Regions from separate parts of the Zea mays genome. Here all the other regions are linked to region 2. Evidence: chromatin contacts called from public Hi-C data. All regions are on one chromosome and are shown on one strand. The core of a region is the stretch at or near the end of the contact, and the rest is flanking DNA. Distances in the headings are between cores, read along the strand shown. Region 1 holds the start of LOC542675 (fasciated ear2). Region 2 holds the start of LOC100193440. Region 3 has its middle 41 kb from the start of LOC100279585.

Region 1 (4,767 bases), core at 586-3,085, 220 kb after region 2:
TTGTGCTGATACAAAATGCACCAAGAGATACCCATCCATTCTCTCCATGCCAGCCACCAAGCCAACCGCGGTGATTGCTACCTTCCATTTTCCCTTCTGGAGTCCTTGCATTCTCAGAGCACCCTTTCCCACTGCAAATTCCTGGGTTTCCAGCTAATGCTCCTGGGAACTTCGTTGTTGGCAAAGGCCCAGACAGGCTATTGTAGGAGAGGTTAAGCACCTCAAGCACTGTCATGGCTGCAATTCCAGGAGGCACCTCCCCTGACAGCCCATTATGTGAGAAGTCAAGCGTATGCAACCTCCCCATGCCCCCAAGCCCCGCAGGGATCTGCCCAGCCAAGTAATTACAGGAGAGGTTCAAATACTCCAACCCCTTCATGTCAACCAACCCTTCTGGTATCTCCCCACAGAGCTCATTCCCAGACAGGTCTATACCAGTAGTTGCCTGAACATCATACCCCAAATCCAACTGCCATGACACCGTGTCCACAGAAGCTGACACAAACAATTGGGGTGGAAGCACACTCTCTGATGGAGTCCCCTGACCACCTCCACCGTTAAGCACTTCACTGACATTGAACCCCCCATCTGGGATGAAACCCACAAACTTATTACTAGACAAATCAAGCCACTGGAGCAGGGGGAACGAGAACATCCAGTCAGGTAGGTGGCCGGAGAGCTGGTTACCAGCCAGTGATAAGAACTTCAAGCTCAGCCATTTCGCTACAGCACTGCTGAGCTCACCGGAGATCTCATTTCCTGACAAGTCCACCACCTCCAAAGACCTGCACCCAGCCAGCGGCAGGGGAATCTCCCCAGATATCTTGTTATTCGACAAATCTAGAACCTTGAGACTAGCTAGTGCGTCGAGCTCCGGACGGAGTGCCCCAGAGAGCTGGTTACCCCCAAGCTGCAGGTACAGAAGCTGGAAGCAGCCTGCAAGTCCGGCAGGCACTGAACCGGACAATCGGTTATTCGACAAATCCAGCACCTGCAAATAGGTCAGGTTCCCTATCCCCGGAGGAATGTCCCCGGAAAGCTGGTTGTCCGCGAGAAAAAGCCCCTGCAGGCTCCGTACGGCTGCGATACCGGCGGGGATCTCGCCGGAGAAGCGGTTGTGGGAGAGGTCGAGGAGGAGGAGAGCGGAGTTGTCGGGGTCGGCGACGATCCGCGGCGGGACGGCGCCGGAGATGGCGTTGCGGGAGAGATCAAGGGCAGCGAGGCGCGCGGGGAAGGAGAGACGCGGGGAGAGCGGGAGGCGGAGGAAGTTGGCGGAGAGGTTGAGGGTGCGGAGCGCGGGGAGCGAGGACGGCAGGCAGGTGGGGACAGCCCCCGAGAGCGCGTTGCGGGAGAGGTCGAGCGCGAGGAGCGAGCGCGGGAGGGAGCAGGGAAGCTCTCCCGAAAGCGCGTTGGCGGAGAGGTCGAGCGTCCGGAGACGTCGGAGGAGCGCGAGCGGCGCCGCGGGGATCACGCCCGTGAGGTTGAGGCCCCGGAGCGAGAGTTCGGCAACGGAGGGAGTGGTGACCGAAGGGGCTGGCGCCGTGGCGGGGTGGAGCGACACGCCGAGCCAGGATGGCGAGAGCGGGCCGCTCCACGAGGATAGCGCGGCGCGGGAGGGCGGCGACAGGGACGCGCGGAAGGCGAGAAGCGCTGCGCGGTCGGTGGAGGCAGGGACTGCAGGTTGGGTCGCCGACGCCAGGACGAGGAGGAAGGTGGCCAGGAGCTGATGGGGTAGGGGAGTGGCTGTCAGCATGGTGGTGGACTGGTGGTGGTGGTGGCGGTGGCCGGCAGAACCTGAGTGGTTAGGGTTTTGCAGGCCTCGGGCGTCGCCGCGGCCGCGGAGGATGTGGTCGCTCGGGGCCTCGGGCGTCGCCGCGTGTGGGTCAAATTTTGGAGGAAAGGTGGCGAACAGGCGAAGGCTGTGGAATCTGTGGTGTTTTCCCTCAACTAGGACTCCATTTTTTCCTTCTTGAATGAACTCTAAAATAAGGCAATTTCTTCTTCAAATCTTAAAGCCGCTTAAATTAGCTCTCTACCATGGTTAGAAATAGTTTTTATTTTAGGATGGTTTCAACTTTTTACTAAGAAAATCGGAAAAAGTTTATTTAAAACATTGAAAGTATATAAAAAGTTCAAAAATATTAGAAATAGATTGGGACCGGAGAAAAAAGTATTTAGAGCCCGCGAAAATATATCTATAAGCTTTAAAAATATATTTAGTTCTAGAATAATAAAAAAATATCGTTAAACCCCCAAAATATTTTAATCAAGTTTAAATGTGCTTTGGAAATTTTCTACAACAAAAATATGTGATACAACCAACATAGATGTTAAGGTTGTCTGCAGTACAGTGTGTAAAATAGAGGACGCGAAATTGTGAATGACGCTGCTTGCATAAAGAAGTTTGAAATAGAGGATGATATTGTTTGATACTATTTTATTTTGGTGGTATCTTATATTTTTGTTGTCGAAGTTTTCACAATGCAATTAGAAATTGATTGGGGGGTTCACGATTTTTTTTATATTTTTGTACCTTTTTCATTTTAAAGAGCTAAGTGCATCAATCCTATTTATGGATTTTAGTGATTTGATGACACGAGCTAACAATATTTTATGAGATTTACAATTAAATATAATTATAAAAAAGTACAAAAAATATGAGACCCTTTAATTATAAATTAGTGAAAGATGTGGCACAACAATTCAACTTGAGAGAGAGATTTTAGTTTTAATTCAATCTTCTTTCAAGTATAGTATATCATAAAGAAGGATATAGAAAAAATTACTTGTAGGTGTCAAAATATGCTCAAAACATTATACTCATTAACTCCTAACATTCCCAATAATACTCTAAAAAGGTCTCTTAAAAAACCTCTAAAAGAGCAAGTATTCTCTTTCTTTTATTCGTCCTGTTTTCAACACCACAAAAAATTCTGGACACCGCCTTAACTTTGAACCTTGGCTTTCTGCTGATGTTCCTCTTTCCCCAAAAAATTCTCTCCCCTTGGAAAATTTCAAACCCCCCTTTGGAAAAATTTGAGTAACACCTCTAAACTTCGAAGTTTTGCTTTATGGTATCTTCCTCTCCTTTGGAAATTCTGAACCCTCGAAATTTGAGGTGGGGTGCCCCTTGGGTCAAATCTCTTTGACTATGGATGCACCGAGGTTTCTCTTATCCACCTCAGAAATTCCAAGCCTCCCTAGTTGAAATTTTTGAGAGGGAACCTTCCTGCTCAGCAATGGCTCTCTAGCTAAGACAAGGGGATTTATTTCTCTCACCCTCTTGTTTTCTTGGGGTCAGCCATTTCAATTCACAAAACCACTTTGAAACAAAAGCAAGCTCTCTTTACACTCTCTCATACTTCCTCACGCCCTTGCTAGATTTTCGTCTTGTGAGTGAGATTGGAGTGAGCTCTTCACTAGATCTTGATTTCAAAGAGTAAGATCCATCTCTTGAGCACTTGTGGCACCCATCGGTGATTTCTTTTCCATTTTATTACTTTTGGGGTCTTTGAATCCTAGTTGGCTAGGTGTTGTCTAGCGACACTCCTGATTTGTGTTTGTAAAGGGTGCCTAGAAAGTTTGTATTACCCATTTGTTCTAGTAGAGATCATGGCTTGATTTTTTTGGTCGCTTGAGAAAGAGGGGGGGTTTAAAAAGACTCTAAAGGCCTTTGTGGTCACTCGACAACTGAAACGTAAACACTACTTTGTGGTATAGCCAAACCTTGTGATAAATCATGTTCTCTATATGCTTTTAGCTTGTAATTATATTACTCGTGGCATGATCTTCATTATGCATGTAATACTCAAAAATGTAATAAAGAGGATATAGATAATCTCAATGGTTTGTGGCCTCTCCTATTCATTACATGTGATCAACACTAGTTAAAAGTGGATAATTAGAACGAAGAACACATAAATGACCTGTGCATCATGCCGGATCTTATTTCGTGTGCATTTTTGTGATGATATAAAATATAGTAAACAAGAAAAATAATAAGATAATAGACATCAGAAGTAGAATTAAACCCTAATTTTGAAAATAGGGTTTGGAAAATAAGAAAAAGAGAAATGATATAAAAATATAAAAACATAGATATCCTTAAACTTATTACTGTTAACTGCACAAATATAGTGTAAAAGATGAGCCACAAAGTTTGAATTTAAACTTGAATTCAAAATTTGGATTAGAAAATGGTGAAAAAAAGGAATGAAAAAAAAGAAGATAAAACAAAACCCAACTAATGGGCCTCGTATCCCATATTCGGCCCAACACCAGTTTCCGCGCTACCCAGTTCTGGCCGCTCGCCTCGGCCTCACGCCGACATCAAGGGCCCACCCGTCGGCCGCGTTGGTCAGTTGCTTGGGGCCGCTCCGCGTGCATTGCTCTGCGTCAACGGTCCCACGGGCCAGCCGGACTCCGCGCGCGTTGCTCCTCTGCGATCGCCACCGACGCATGGGCCCCACTGGTCAGTGCGTCTTCCACCTCCCGCAGCGGACGCCGGACTTGGCGGGAGCTCGCGCCGGGATCGTAGGGCCGTTAGATCCGACTCCGTGCTATACCTGCGCATAAAGCCTCTGCTACGGCCCTATACCTGGCGCTTTGCCGCACTTGACCCACAACTCGAGCGCCACCACCGTAGAGAGAAAGAGAGAGGTCGAGAACCTGTTCACGGCCGCGCAGAGAAAAGCTTGTTCCCTTGCCGATCTGGTCGCGTGATCGAGCCGTGGTGCATCGTGGGCGCATGGTAGTACTGATCGTGGT
Region 2 (4,584 bases), core at 1,714-4,213:
TCCTTTTCCTTTTTCCTCTTTCTCTATCTCTTGCAACAGGGACCGGGAAAGGGGGATACCCCGAAAAGGATCCTTCTCTGTGAAGGAACCGAGCTCCGAGCCCCCCTACTGATCAGGGGTTCGAAGGCTGGCCCTCCGAAGGGTTCAACAGTCGCCTCAGATCGCGTGGGCCCGACACCCACTACTGGTCAGGGGTTCGAAGGCCAGCCCCCCGAAGGGCTCCATGGCCGCCTCAGGCTACTCGGGCTCCACGCCCATTACTGATCAGGGGTTCGAAGGCTGGCCCCCGAAGGGTTCACAGTCGCCTCAGACGCCGAGCGAGGGATGACCAGGGGTACGTTCGATACATAACCGAGGCTCGGGCTGTGCTCCCGAGGTACCCTAGGACATTTCCGAGACCAGCGGGAACGATCTTGTAACAGAATCCCATCGGAGGGAGGCATCGAGCCCTTGGACCCCGTCGCCAGGGGACCGGGTCCGGCAGATCACCCGCAGGTACTTTTGGGCGTGCCTCAGGGCCCCTAGCCGACCCCCAACGAACGGGGCACGGACGTCCACTCGGATTACCCGCTTGCAGCTCACTGGAGACACCATGTTCGGTGCCCATCGAGGGTAACATGGCGCTCTCCCCCCTCCTCCTTGCGGAAAGGCGATGTAGGGGCGTATGTAAAAAGCCGAGTCTGTCCCTGACCGCCCTCTCGCCCTGTGCGGAGGCTCGGGGGCTGCTCTCGCAAACCCGGCTCCGGCCAAACCGTTGACAGCGTCAACATACCAGCCCGAGAGCTTGGGCCCCGACCGTGCACCCGGGCTACGGCCAGTTCGCATGAGGGAACAACCAGACCAGCCGAAGCATTACGCAAGGCATTAAGACCTCGAAGGAGTGAAACCACTCCTCCGAGGCCTCGGGGGCTACACCCGGCGGGTGCGCTCGTGCGCACCCACCGGAACAAAATGCAACCGAGAAAGGCTGGTCCCCTTGCAAAAAAGTGCGACGAAAGCCTCCAAGCGAGTGCTAACACTCCCTTCGAGGCTCGGGGGCTACTGTCGGGGACCATAATTAGGGGTACCCTCAAGACGCCTAATTCTCAGCTGGTAACCCCCATCAGCATAAAGCTGCAGAGGCCTGATGGGTGCGATTAAGTCAGGGATCGGTCCATACGAGTGACTCGATCACGCTTCGCCCAAGCCTAGCCTCGGACAAGGGCAGCCGACCTCGAGGGACTTCCGTCTCGCCCGAGGCCCCCCTTTTTACGGCGGACACGTTACCGGCTCGCCCGAGGCCTTGGCTTCGCTAGGAAGCAACCCTGACTAAATCGCCGCACCGACTGACCAAGTTGCAGGAGCATTTAACGCAAAGGTGGCCTGACACCTCTATCCTGACGCGCGCCCCCCGGCAGAGCCGAAGTGACCGCCGTCACTCCGCCGCTCCACTGACCGGCCTGACGGAAGGACAGCGCCGCCTGCGCCACTCCGACTACAGTGCCACTCGATAGAGTGAGTCTGACAGGCAGTCAGGCCTTGCCGAAGGCGCCATAGGAAACTCCGCTCCGCCCGACCCAGGGCTCGGACTCGGGCTAAGCCCCGGAAGACGGCGAACTCCGCTCCGCCCGACCTAGGGCTCGGACTCGGGCTAAGCCCCGGAAGACGGCGAACTCCGCTCCGCCCGACCCAGGGCTCGGACTCGGGCTAAGCCCCGGAAGACGGCGAACTCCGCTCCGCCCGACCCAGGGCTCGGACTCGGGCTAAGCCCCGGAAGACGGCGAATTCCGCTCCGCCCGACCCAGGGCTCGGACTCGGGCTCGGCCCCGGAAGACGACGAACTCCGCTCCGCCCGACCCAGGGCTCGGACTCAGGCTCGGCCCCGGAAGACGACGAACTCCGCCTCGCCCGACCCCAGGGCTCGGACTTCGCTCTGGCCTCTGCCGAACGATCTCCGCCTCGCCCGACCCAGGGGCTCAGGCTCGGCCTCGGCCACAGAAGACAGATTCGACCTCGACTTCAGAGGAGCCCCCACGTCGCCCGGCCTAGGACGCAGGCCCGCCACGTCAACAGGAAGCGCCATCATCATCCTATCCCGAGCCGACTCGGGTCACAGAGAACAAGACCGGTGTCCCATCTGGCTAGCTCCGCCAGATGGGCAATGATGGCGCCCCACAAGCTCTGTGACGACAGCGGCTCTCAGCTCTCTTACGGAAGCAGGAGGACGTCAGCAAGGACTGGACCGCTCCGACAGCTGTCCCTCCGCCAAGCTCCGTTGCTCCTCCGACCGCCACGACATCACGCCAGCAGGGTGCCAAGATCTCTCCGGCTGCCACATTGGCATGTACTTAGGGCGCTAGCTCTTCCTCCGCTAGACACGTAGCACTCTGCTACACCCCCATTGTACACCTGGGTCCTCTCCTTACGACTATAAAAGAAAGGACCAGGGCCTTCTTAGAGAAGGTTGGCCGCGCGGGGACGAGGACGAGACAGACGCTCTCTTGGGGCCGCTCGCTTCCCTCACCCGCGTGGACGCTTGTAACCCCCCTACTGCAAGCGCACCCGACCTGGGCGCGAGACGAACACGAAGGCCGCGAGATCTCCACCTCTCTCACGCCCGTCTCCGGCCACCTCGCCGCTCCCCCCTTCGCGCTCGCCCACGCGCTCGACCCATCTGGGCTGGGGCACGCAGCACACTCACTCGTCGGCTTAGGGACCCCTCGGTCTCGAAACGCCGACAATTACACATTATGGAGTTTATTCAATAAATGAGCCAAGCCTATAAAAAATCCAACAATTTCTAACATGCAATACATTGTCAACATATAACTCAAGATATCGAGTATACATTGGATAATGCCATGAGCATGATCTATCAAATATTTTAGAAAGGAAAAATTAATGAAAACGAAATAGGAAAAAATTATAGTATGAACTTTTATTTGGTCGTCCATCTAAAAAGCCCATTAATTGAGCACAAAGCCAAGTTCCACCAGGCCGAAACGTTTCTTTAGTCTTTACCCTAACCTTCCAGCGAAGGCACACAGCCGCCGCCGTTTCTTCATCTTCTCGCAGCGCCGGCGCTCCATCTTCCCCTCCCTTCCGTACTCGCGCTCGGCACGCGGGCAACGGCAGCGGCGCTCAGGCTCTCAGCGACGGCGTCAGCGGCTTCCCCTCCCGACTCTCGCCAGTCGCCTCGCGCCCTAGCCTCCGATCCTCCGCACACCGGCCGGTGACCCAGCGTGCGTGCTTCTCTCTCTCCCCCACCTCCGATGGATTTTAAATGGCGCCCGCCCCCCGCGTCTGTGCCGCGCGCGGCCTGAGGGCAGCGGGAGCCAGCATCCGCTGCTCGACCAAGGCTGTCGAGCCGCTTTGCGAGCGCTTATGCCCCAAAGCGAAGCGTTACCCGTCCTCTTAGCGCTTCAGCGCGCTGAAGCGTGCGCGTAGTGCCACCTTTCATATTCGAAAACAACTGGTGGTTTGGTGTACCCTGTTTTTCCCATAGCTTTTGGCCTTCTAGAGAAATTTTGCCTTGAAGATCTAGAAAGCTAGCATCACATTTAGAGAACACTCAGACTGGGCTTCCAATGAAGAACATGGCAGGAGCTTACTATAAACTTCTTGTAGGATATGACAGTTATATCAAGCAGTCAAGCATGATGTGCCAACAAATTTGCCATATGAGTATTCTTTTTAAAGCACAGTTCTATCTCAATTATATTCCATCAAAATCACTGTTTGGTTTTATCTGGTTGCAGTAAAAATCATGCACTATAGTATTATGCCATCCTCAACCTATTGATTTATGATGATTATCCTTTGCGAACATATAAAGCTTACTGTTAATTGCAGAATTTTCCTTTTTGAACATATCATATTTTAGTGTACATGCTATTTCTTATCATGGTCCCAAAGTTTCTGGGTCGGGGTTGAGGTACGGGTCATGAAACGTTGTATACTACTTGTAAAATATTTTTACACTACGGGTCAAAAATAAACCCACGAATCTGGGTTGGGGTGAACAAACGTAGGTCGAGGGTCGATGACTTCCAACCCATTGTATGTGATTATGGCTCTGATATTGTAGCCATTTCAGTTCCAAATCTGCAAATGCTTCTCCTTGATATCTGCTAATATGAAGATGAAGAGTGCAGCTAGTGATTCATCTTGCTAGGGTGATCTCATTGTCTGTATAGCTTCACTTTCTTCAACGAACCTTCTGTCACCTTCATTGTAAATTGCACCTTCTGGGTTGTAACTGATGGTGTTATATACATGTTCTCCTTTGCGGTGGTATGGTGATAGTTTTCCCTAGAACCTGTCAGTGATTACGCTAGCTAAGGTGGGGCTAGGTGGGACGGTGTTGCCTAGTGGCTAGTGCCTAGTTAAGCTAGGTGGTCATTAGGTACCTTGGCAACACTATTTTAAATGCAAGGGTACCACACCTTTTTACACATATTTTTTGTATTGTTTGTCAGAGAAAAAACAGCATCGTAGCATTGCAGAAGTACCACCTAAAAAATCACTCATCAATTTTTCTGTTTGCAAACACTAAAGGAAATCACCATTTTGCTTCAGTCCTGGTTGTGCTCAATTTCTTTCTAG
Region 3 (4,406 bases), core at 1,546-4,045, 160 kb before region 2:
CAATGAGGATTTGTCGGGACCTTGTGTGGTTCCTTATACCTTGGTAAAAATATCGGCGTCATCCACGAGAGTTTGTATCTCTACCTTGCTCTTTAGCTTTCGTATTTTATATTAAGAATTTAAGTTTCAATCTTGTATTTATACTTAGATTGTTTAGGATTAAAATTTAGCCATTATGGTAGAGATAGCAACACTTAGACAAAACTTAGTTTGCATATTCTAGATTGGTTATTTGCATAAATTTTGCTCTAGGGATTTATTTGTTGCTTTGTTTAGAGAAAGTTTTAGAAGTCCTAATTCACCCCCCTCTTAGGCGTCACCTGTTTCCTTCAGGGCGGACGTGCGCCGGATGGCCTAAGCAGATGTGAAATAGGCCACCGAGTGGTGGCAACCGGTATGAAGCATGACTAGCCGTTCTTCAGCGTCGCGTCAAGGACAAGGTGACCGCGAACGAGGGCCGGGGGCACGGGGCTATGTAGCTGAGCAATTGGTGGAGGCGCGGCGTGCCGGCGTCAGCTACTCGCTTGATGGCAGCGTTCGTCAGATGGGGAGGACAAGAGCAGAGACAGGGAGCGACAGACGTTACATTGGGCTAGCGATTAGGATTTTTTTCACTGTTGGTCTCTTCTTGGTTTGGGCCTTGGTATTGCCTAAGCAATGCTCAACGATATTGGGCTCTCCGCCCCTGGCGGCCACTTACATCAAGAACCTCACGATGCGGATAGGCTGGTTAGTGGATCATGTTGTCGTCAAGACCATTGTTTTTAGATCATCTAACTAATCACGATTAGTTGGGTTGATCAATACTCTTAGCTCGATCAAGCCATTCAGTTCGATCAGGTAAGTTGATCGTCCGTATCGTTCGATTAGTTGACGATATGGAACGATTAATCGGCTGGTTAGCGATCAGTCGTGATAATTACTTAGGGTAGTCCAACAATATGTTCTCTAAAGACGTGCTTAGCTGGCCCATATTTAATATAGGTAGCCGCCCTCCAGATCCTCCGTTTCTTCTTCCTTGCGGACCTGTACCCTAGAGGCTAGGACGACTGTTCTTCTTCTAGGATTGGCGGCTCCCTTCTCTCTCCCTTCTTCACCCTTCTCTCTCCCTCTGATTCCCTTCTCTCTACACTGGCAGCTCGGACACACAGGGACTAGAGATGAGCACCATGTCTCAAGGTATATGTCTCCCAATCTTTTCTCATTTTGTTGTTCAGTTCATACTTCGGAGTTCAATCTACACTTTACACTCTACCCGACCGGACCAAGGATACCTCATGGAAACCCACATCAAACAAAAACGCATGTGTACAATTGTGTTCCAACGTCCGACCCAATAACCTCCCGCCTTCTCTAATCCCGAAAAAACCTGAAAAAGCACCATCTTCGCTTTATGGTGCCGCCATTAAATGCCACCACTAAACGCCACAGAGTCACCGCCCCTACCATCATTGTGATCTCGTTTGTTTGTAACATCTATCCCACATAGGGATGACAACGGATCGAATATTGCAAATATCGGCCCGCAACCATATCCGTAGGCCGTAGCTGCAACAATGGTGTAACCATGGTTTATTAATTAAATCAAATAAATACTAGTCCAAATTATATGCATCATGATGATATGGTGCATCAGGGCTGTTTGGTGGCGTTGGGAGTGTCGGCCTTGGTGTCATCGGGTTCGTCATAGCATTCCTTGGTTGTGACCATGGTGTAACTACGTTATATATATGTGGTCTTTTTTTGTCGTTTGAGTTAGTTAATGCAAGAAATGGATTAATGAAGGTGCAAATAAACATGTAATATATGAAGCAATGGACGTACGTTACGATGATTACTCCATCTTTTCATCTTCCTAGAACTTCTATCATGAGTTTCTTTTTCTTGAGCCACACAAGTGAGAGACTAATACAACACCACAATTACTCCTCACTACTTAGTCGAGTTCCAGATTGGTCAATTGGTTAACCGTTTTTTTTTCTGTTTTTCGGTTTTTTAAGTTCGGTTTTTAAAATATGTTAACCGAAATTCTATTTGGAAAAAGAAAAATCGATACTTCGGTTAACAGTAAACTTCGGTTCGGTTTTTGGTTTTAACCGAACTGTGCAGAACACAATACAACAGCAAAATTGCAATTAACATAGAGCATCAACATCAGATTCATTGTATAGAACAAGTAATATTTTGCAACACCGAAACAATATTTTGCGACGGCTTGATTCAACAGGCTAGTGCTTAGCGATGGCTTCCGGCTGCTGCTTGGTGGCTGGCGAGTGGCGAAGGCTTGTTGCTGCTGCTGCGGTGCTGCCTGTGATGAGGCCACGACGGCAGGGCGATGAAGGCTGCACGTGCATAGAGTGCTTCATTCTAGTATTTAAAAATCGAGTCGTTCTATTCCGTGTTTGACAAAAAAAAAAAAAACAGAGTCGTTCTATTTTTTGTTTGGTTGAAGAGTAAAATAGAGAAAAACTGTTCCATTATTTGTTTAGTTCGAGAGCCATATGAGTGTAGAGGGGAGGAGAGGAAGCAGAGCGCTCGCATACGATCGTTTTTATGGAGCGGGAGCGTTCCAACTACTTATAGTAAATTTTCATATGGAGATACAGAAGCCGCTCCACTCTTGTTTTCTTGGAAACCAAATATCTAGAAAATTGGAATGGAGTCATTCTATTTTTCCTCACTCCTAAACCAAACACACCCTAATTGGCTTGGTCAATGAGGCATTGAGTGCTGGACTGCTGGTACTGGTAGCATACAACAGATTGGCTTAGTCCGTTAGTCGTTGGCCCAACGTGGCCAGCCCATGGGCAGAATGGTGCCATGCGGGGTTGCACACTTGGGCCAAAAAGAACCTGAGTTAGTGGAGTGGTGGGCCAATTTTTTTGGTTTAAACCGAACAAAAACCGAAAATCAGAATTTAGTTCGGTTCCTGGAAAATGGTAACCGAAAAATAATTCGGTTTGGCGAGTTTCAATTTATATGGTTTCGGCTCTGTTTTTCGGTTTTGATGTTCGATTTTCGTTTTTTATATTAGGCCTAATCGAGTTGTACCAAAGTTTTCTTATTCCAATCCTCGCATACACAGTGTTACAAGGGCATACCTTCGGAACTATTGTCTCCATCTACGACACTTGCTGAGTTGTGTGGGTGATCGAGTTTTTTAGTGTCGTCGTGATTGCTCATTGGTTAGATCAGAACATCGTCTTCTTTCTTTTTTTATGTCTGCACCAAGGACGACATTATAAACATATCCTTAGTGTGGTTCACAATTTTGAGTAACATATGTTGTCGACTCGTGCGAATGGATCTGTTAGCGCCGATCACTGGGGGTGTACCGCCTGGCGGTGCCCTCTGCGACGGCGCGGACGGTCCGCGACCTGGGGGCAGGAGCGACGCTTTTCCTGTACGATTCCGGACGGTCCACGCCTGAAGCCTGACGGTCTGCGATGGCGCTGGGTCGTCTTCCTCCTCGCAGCGCCCTGGATCTGTTATACCCGGTTTTAGAAGGCAAATCGAATACGAACCATGTACGTGCCAGAATCAGAAACTCACGTACATATTGATTACATAATTGGACATCATCACACATTTCTCAAAATAAATAACAGAAATAGTACTTTATTACATCAAGATGTCCAAGACCTCCACAGAGTCATTAACATAACATTATCATTAATATTTCAAAGTGCGGAATACGAAACATAGAGATATGGCCTTCATAGGCAGCTGGCTGAGGGTTTGTGAAGCGTCCCCAATCCTCTGGGACTCAAATGTAATACAATTACTAGTCCTAGGAGGCTAGTAAACACATTTATACAACAGATGATTCCAGATCTGCTTAAACGAGACAAACCTATAAAGGTGGCGATCAACTTTAAGAGTTGGTCCACAACTCGGGACATATCATCAGAGTGGGGCTGAAGCAGCCCGATATACGCAACGAAGCAAATCAGCGGTCCAACAGCCACAGGCAAGGTTGGGAACAGTCGTAACTCTTACTCGATCTCCTTTTTCTGAAAAACAACAAATAAGCAAGGGTGAGTACAAACGTACTCAGCAGCCCACCTTCACCCGCGGAATGGGGAAATCAGATATAATGCATTGAATATGTGGAGCTCAGGATATTTTGTAGAAACATCAATATTTTATGGAGGGTTGTTTCGTAAACATTTTGTATTTTTCAAAGCGCATCCTCTCCCAAAGGAGCAGAAAGTTTTTCAATATTAGAACAAAATCCCCTAGACTAAACCATCCAGGTATCTCAGCAGTTTCCCACTGGTTTTCATTTTCAAAAACAGCTACTGGACTTCCCGTCTACCATAGCTCACGGCTCAATCGCCGGACCTTTTAAAAATCACTTTTCTCAAAAGCACCTCTTTTTTTTGAAAACAAGACACTAATTGACA

Evidence for each region. A called contact is a pair of places that touch in the nucleus more often than the background predicts.
Region 1: a contact with region 2 is called in a Hi-C map of root tip, with 2.9 times the contacts expected there. The contact joins the promoter of LOC542675 here to the promoter of LOC100193440 in region 2. A contact is called at or near these places in 4 of 25 Hi-C or Micro-C datasets (ear, leaf, root tip and 1 more).
Region 3: a Hi-C map of tassel shows a contact between it and region 2, with 2.5 times the contacts expected there. The contact joins the enhancer-like site here to the promoter of LOC100193440 in region 2. A contact is called at or near these places in 2 of 25 Hi-C or Micro-C datasets (ear and tassel).

The regions. Positions count from the first base shown.
Region 1 is chr4:138,681,467-138,686,233 of Zm-B73-REFERENCE-NAM-5.0, forward strand. LOC542675 (fasciated ear2) reads right to left here and starts at 1,836. Exons shown (of 1, transcript NM_001112192.2): 1 at 1-1,836. The coding sequence starts at 1,753.
Region 2 is chr4:138,458,452-138,463,035 of Zm-B73-REFERENCE-NAM-5.0, forward strand. It overlaps LOC100193440, which reads left to right and starts at 2,964. Exons shown (of 7, transcript NM_001138559.1): 1 at 2,964-3,221.
Region 3 is chr4:138,297,991-138,302,396 of Zm-B73-REFERENCE-NAM-5.0, forward strand. No RefSeq gene overlaps it. Among protein-coding and RNA genes, the nearest start is that of LOC100279585, 41 kb to the left of the region's middle. Within about 2 kb of position 2,796, at least 13 of the 20 cell types and tissues checked have an H3K27ac peak or open chromatin away from gene starts, as enhancers often do. A contact at or near this core is called in ear and tassel, where this site is marked.